Regions from separate parts of the Pan troglodytes genome. Here region 1 is linked to region 2. The links are chromatin contacts, called in public capture Hi-C maps. All regions are on one chromosome and are shown on one strand. Each heading gives the region's core, a stretch centred on a gene start, on an enhancer-like site or on the middle of the called end of the contact. The rest is flanking DNA. Distances are from core to core; before and after follow the strand shown. Region 1 overlaps FYN (FYN proto-oncogene, Src family tyrosine kinase). Region 2 overlaps FYN (FYN proto-oncogene, Src family tyrosine kinase).

Region 1 (3,184 bases), core at 196-2,695, 150 kb after region 2:
TATGTTATTATTTTATAAAACTCAGATAATATAAGATTTTTTAAGTTTAATCTATATGGACATATGTTTTTAAGTTTTAAAAATTTTATTTCTGAAAAGATTCTGAAGAGAACTATTTTATAGGTCTAACATATTTTTAAAATGTCAGTTAATAAATCAATACTTTTTAAATTCTATCCATTTAATTATTTGCTGACTCTTTTCAATTTAAATTATGTGGTTCTCCATCTCTAACTCTCTTGGCTCCCCCCCGACACACAAGGTAAAAATATGAGATGTATTTATGTTTTGAGAAAATTTGCTAAGAGTGTCACAATAATTTTCTGGTGAGAAAATACATAAGCAGTATCCAAACAGGCAACTCCCCACCTCACCCCAGAACACCCCCAATAAAGGCACACTTTTAAAGCAAGCCTGATGATTTCCCTTCCAAAATTACTAGGTATTTCAGAAACAGCAGGTTTTAAAATACATCATCTTAAATGCAGCATCATCCTCATATGAATGTCAAAGAGAGATGAAATGCAATTAAAAAGAGCTAACTGTTTTTTTCTCCCCCTCTCTCATTTGAGTGTTCTGGTAACTACTTACAAATTATACTTGGAAATGAATCCTTTCATAAACTGATACTTTATTTAGCACATGAGAACTGAATAAAAATGAAGAGCATTTCCCCTTGTATTTAGAGACATTTCTACTATTCACCCTGTTACCTTTACAATATGAAACTGAAGGATCACACACAGTAAAAATTCTCCTCTAATCTCCAGCATCACAGTAAATTCATTAGAGAAAGGCTTGAAATTCTAATACTTTCCACTGACCTGAGGCCCGAAGGCAACTGAGGTCCTTCTCAGGGAAAAACTGCCACTAGCTAAACAATGGGAAGCCAGAAACCCCACACTACCTTGAAACATCAGGTGGAAAACTCTGCCGCTTGAGGACACAATCTTACACTTCTTGCCCCAAATGAACCTAGGACAGGTATACTAAGCCACGATTTATCAAAGGAAAAATGGTATACTATAAGAGTATAGGTAAATTTGTCACAAATAAAAAAGTTTAAGCAGTTAAAATATAGCCCAAATGCAGAGTGGCAGGTTTGAAATATACACTTACTACCTAACAATATAAAAAGATGTTACTTTATTTCTGCATGATTGAATTCAACTTGATTATGATCATTGCATTTCTACTTATGGCAGAAAAAAAAAAAAACAATCTTACTCGTTACAGGTAACCTAGTGGCTTCAGAGTTAAAACTTTAGTTGCTTCAGGGCAATCAGTCAAATTAAATTCACTTCAAGCTGCCGGGCTGTGTTCCGGGCTGTGTTCCTTTCGTTCTCCTTCTTCTCCCCAGGGAGATTACAGACCATCACAGTGATGGGGAGAGGATTGAGTCTAAGTGCTGGCCTCTGGCCTCTGTGGGATGTCTTGTTCCTTTGTCATTGGGTGCTGGCCTGGTTTGGCTGATGAAGCTGGTCAATACCTCACTGGGGCTCAGTAGTATCTGTGGCCACGATCCCAGCCAGCCTCCAGCAGGGAGACTGGCACACTTCCCTTCTGTGCCCTCTCTATTCTGACCCTAGATATCTCAGTACCTTTACATCCACCCAAGGGCATAAGCAGGACTGTCGGGATTTCCCCACGCCATGTACAGGTTTTGGGGAACTGGGAAGGAACATCACCTCAGGGCCCATTTCTACCTAAACACACCCCACTGCAGGGCAAACTACAAGGTGGTTTCCTTCCAGAGTCCCAGAGAGGAGGCAGGGCACCAGTGCTCTCGGCTTACAGGGGGTCGCTCACCTACCTGGGCCTTCTATCATCTCAATAACCCCGTAAGCAGAAGCCCAGGACAACTGGGTGCTAGATCTCAGTGACCCATCCATTTCTTAACCCTGGAATCCTCTGAATCTCTGCAAGCTCCTCCTTCCAACCCAGGAAGCAATTTTCTCCTTCTTGGGCTAACGGAAGTGATCCTGTAGCCTCCCTCCTCCGTGGCTTAATGTACAGTATATGCCAGGCCTTCTGAGATTTGGCTGCTTGGAAACCACAAACCATTTTTCTTCTAACAAAGCCTGTCTCTTTTACATGAAGGCTTGGGCTAACTCTGTTCTCTGAAACAGGTTTTAAGGGCCTGTTTTGGAAGTCAAAAGCTGAACAATGTCTTCTTTGTCGTTGACCATGTTCTGTCCTCCCCTTGAAGTGATGGAATCCCTAGCTTCAATGGGGGAGACTCCCAGGGCAACAAGAATTAGGAGGAAGGGAAAGTAAATTGAATACCAGTTCAAAATATTATTCCCACTAAACTAGCTGCTCATAACGCAAGGTCTCAGAGGTCCCAGAACACTTATCTAGGATTTAAAAAAAAAAAAGAAAAAAAAAAGTGCAACACACTGACAGGCCATTCTCCTAGAAGATACCATTTATATCATTATACATTTATATTTGAACCAAGGGCAAGGGGAGCCTATGGCTTTCCGTTTCTTGAGTTCTTCCTATCCAATATCCTCAGTCTCTGTTCTACTGTTGAGTGGAGGTCCAAAACCACCCCTGCATCAGCATCGTTTTGGAACTCTCCACTTCCCTGGGTTTCCTCAACTGAGGGCCCCCTCACCTTTGTCACTCCTCTTCCGTACCTGCTGTGCCCACTCATCACATCCCTGAGGCCTCAGACCCTTCTTTATCTATCACCTCCAATCCAAGCTCACGCCCCTTCCAGCCTGAATACTAGTTTCAGCTGATTCATATGATGTTTTCTTTAGTCTCTTAGAGCAACCTATTATTCAAACCAATGCCCAACTCTAAGTCACCGCAAGGCCAGATTTTTCATTCCAAAGTGACAAGTATTACCAGGCAGAGTCACAAAATTGGGCTAAAGGGAACTATAAACATACGTGCAAATTCCAATGGGGCCTCACTCCATATTTTTTATCCATCTATTTACACACTGTGCTACAGTTTAGTGGCTGGCTGAATTTTTTCTAGATTCTCCAAGCCCACTCTCCCTTCTTCAAATCTCTCAACATGAGATGACAGTTCAGCCTCCAGTTCATAGAAAAGTTCCAGGACACTCCACTCCTTTGAACTTCTTTCTTCTTACATGCAAATTTCACTGTATCTTTATTTATCTTGCAGTAATAGTTAAAATCACACAGGTAAAGTACATAGCACCACGATA
Region 2 (2,944 bases), core at 250-2,749:
AAATTAAGTGCTTGTAGCAGAGGCTTATTGTTTTTTAATGCAAGATAACCTTCATCAAGTTAGTTCTAATTGAATTAAATTAAGAAAAAAATGGCTAGCATCAATTTTAGGGTATCTGAGACTGTCAATGGGGGCGGGAAGCCAATATATTTTGCTGCAGGTTGGGACAAGTCCAGCCTTATTCAGGTGATCTGGCATTAATGAAGTCATTTCCAATTCAAATCTAGCATTAACTATCTCATTTTGGTCTAGGTACCTAAATAGTGTAGCACAGATCAGAATGCAATTATCAGCTCATTCTGAAGTCATGAATCAGGAATTCATGATTTTCTCACTTGACCCTATTAATCTCACAAGGGTTTTCAGCTACTCATGAGAAAGATAAAATCCTTGATTTCTCTTTTTCTAGGCTTTCTAGGGTCATCTTCTTCATCAAAGGAGACATAAAGTGACAAAGATTCAATGTTTATTATGTAGTAAACCTCACATGTTGAGCCTAGAGAGGCTGGTACAGACTCAAAATATTCATTGAGAGACGTTGAGCGAGTGAATTAAGTCATCTTTTTGATACACTAGAAGCACCAATTCACCTATAAATAGATATACTCTATATTCATGTTGATTTAGGAAAATAGGATCTCTACTATGTTATCTTTTATTTCTTGAGTTACTGTGGGTAATTAGCATTGTTAAAGCTGTATTTCTTTAAACGGTTCTTATAGTTCAGATTTTTCAGTTTGCACTTGGTGAGATATTCTTTGTTATCTTGCTCTAATTCAAATATATGATTTAAAGCCTGGCGCTGGTTTAGAATGGCTTTTAAGGTTTTATAACAGCTGTCTCTGTTCCTCTGATTTAAAGACTTGCTAAAAGATTCTGTGCCCCCACCACACCCCACACCAAGAAAAGAGTCTACCCCCAAACCCCAAAGTTGCTCGTAGGCTTGTGGGCCCCGGAGCTGGGAGCCCTAGAGCCTTGGAGCCAGGGAGTAGTTATTTGCCAACAGAAGTCAGCCTTGATCTGCTCAGTAGTGTAGCATTTTATGTCGGTAACAATTTTATCAAATGCTTGGGTGGGGCTCTAAACCAGGATTTCTTTTTATCACAATAGGAAAAAAAAAAACAACAAACCTGCCCTCAGCTGTGACCAATACTCCACTCTGTGTAAAACATGTATTACATTTTAAAGAGTCACTGTTCGTAGATGGTAAACGACTAGTCTTGAAATGTGAAAACAAGGAATAAAATGGATGAACTTAAATACTTTGCAAAAGGGGTTCAAATTTAATAATGTCCTAATACATGACACTGAGCACTTACAACGGGTCAATGAAGCACCTTTGCCCCTTGCTGGGTAGCAGGAACACCGCCTCTGGGTACATACATACATGCACATCCCACGGTGTATGTTGTACTTTAACAAAGCCAGCCCTGTGGCCTCCAGCGCCACCAGGGCTCCACCAGGGAAGGGAGTGGGAGGACACACACTAGGAGGTGTGGCAGCTGCCCTGGCAGAACAGAGCCCCATTCCTCCCTCTCCTCTGAGGACCAGAGCCAGAGGCGGGAGAGGATGGGGGAGGGGAGGAGCCGTGTGCCATCTGCTTCCGTATTATTGCTTTGTTTTTCCTTCACTATTTTCTCTTCCCTGTTATTACCCTTGACTTCAGGATATTGTCTTGTTACACAAACCTTATTTTTCTTTTCTATAACCTTGAGAAAGGGAATTTTAAAATTCCACTGATATGGAATTCCATTGGCAGAAAGGAAGAACATTAAGAGGAAGAGAACCTTTGTAATATTTTCCTCTACAAGAACAGGGTTGGAGGCTCAAAGGACTCTGTAAACATCAAAGGCCATGCATGGAAGTCACAAAATAGAGATTGAGACAGATTGGATCCTCCTTAAGTTTTTCTCTAAAATTTCAATTTGGTGACATTGCAGATCGTTTCCAGATTAACAAAGGAAGAAGCCATGGGACTGACACTGGCAGGGACTGACTTTCCAACGCCCTCCAGCGTAATGCACAGACAGACGTGCAGTGTGGACAAAGCCTCCTGAGAGCTGGGTCTGCGCTCTTACTATTCCTTGGTTCTTGCAGTTGAAAGTTTACAAATAGTCTTGAAATTTCTAATCAACCTTGGCATGTAGGGGAGGCTAAGGGGCGGAGGATTTCAGAATTCAAAGTTAATGGACTCCAACAAGCAGCAAAATAACAGCAAGGAGGTATACCCAGAGAGATCAAAGCCCAATCCCCTCCTCCCCAGCCCCAGTCAACTCTCCAAAGCTTCCTGTCACTTGAAGGTTCCCATCCCCTTTGATAAAGTATCTGGGCCTTTCCCAGATCAAACCTGACACTGTTCTCAGGATGCCTCCCTGCACCTCGCCCTGGGCTCTGCCACCTGCCAGCTCTGTGCTCTGGGGCAGTTTCCTAATCTGGGCCTCTGGCTCCTCAGATATCAAACGATGACGTCGATGCATACCTCAGACAGTAGTGGAAGAATGCATGAGAATGTTTGTAACTTAGCTCATGGCTGGTACATCAGGAGCCTTCAATGAATGGTAGCTGTTTATTATTTTTTAAAAACTTCCTGTGGCTACAGGAGGAGGACTCCTGGGGGGCAGGTAACACTCTTCTTGACCTGGCTGGTGGCCACACAGGCATGTTCAGCTTGTGAAAATTCAGCAAACTGTATACTTTTTGAAAATTGTGGTAAAATATAGGCAACATAAAATTTATCATTTTAATCATTTTTAAGTGTACAGTTGAGTGGCAGTAAGTACGTTCACACTGTTGTGCAACATCACTGTGTACACTTTTGATACGTGCACTTTTCTGCATGTGTTCCAACAAAAAGTTAAAAAAACAACACCCCACACCTTTGTTAATGATGACAATCCTAATATATGTTTGAAAACCCTGTGGCTATATAGACCGTGCCTTCTGA

What was found. Capture Hi-C pulls out chosen DNA fragments and counts their contacts.
Region 1: a contact with region 2 is called in a capture Hi-C map of stem cell-derived neural stem cells, with 3 times the contacts expected there. The contact joins two enhancer-like sites. A contact is called at or near these places in 3 of 7 Hi-C or Micro-C datasets (blood, induced pluripotent stem cells and stem cell-derived neural progenitor cells), 1 of 1 datasets of contacts at active chromatin or transcription factors (stem cell-derived excitatory neurons) and 1 of 1 other capture datasets (stem cell-derived neural stem cells).

The regions. Positions count from the first base shown.
Region 1 is chr5:123,787,721-123,790,904 of NHGRI_mPanTro3-v2.0_pri, forward strand. All of the region lies in intron 1 of FYN (FYN proto-oncogene, Src family tyrosine kinase), which reads right to left. Among named protein-coding and RNA genes, the nearest start is that of FYN, 15 kb to the right of the region's middle. Within about 2 kb of position 1,446, at least 5 of the 24 cell types and tissues checked have an H3K27ac peak or open chromatin away from gene starts, as enhancers often do. A contact at or near this core is called in stem cell-derived neural stem cells, where this site is marked.
Region 2 is chr5:123,639,357-123,642,300 of NHGRI_mPanTro3-v2.0_pri, forward strand. All of the region lies in intron 6 of FYN (FYN proto-oncogene, Src family tyrosine kinase), which reads right to left. Among named protein-coding and RNA genes, the nearest start is that of TRAF3IP2, 110 kb to the left of the region's middle. Within about 2 kb of position 1,500, at least 12 of the 24 cell types and tissues checked have an H3K27ac peak or open chromatin away from gene starts, as enhancers often do. A contact at or near this core is called in stem cell-derived neural stem cells, where this site is marked.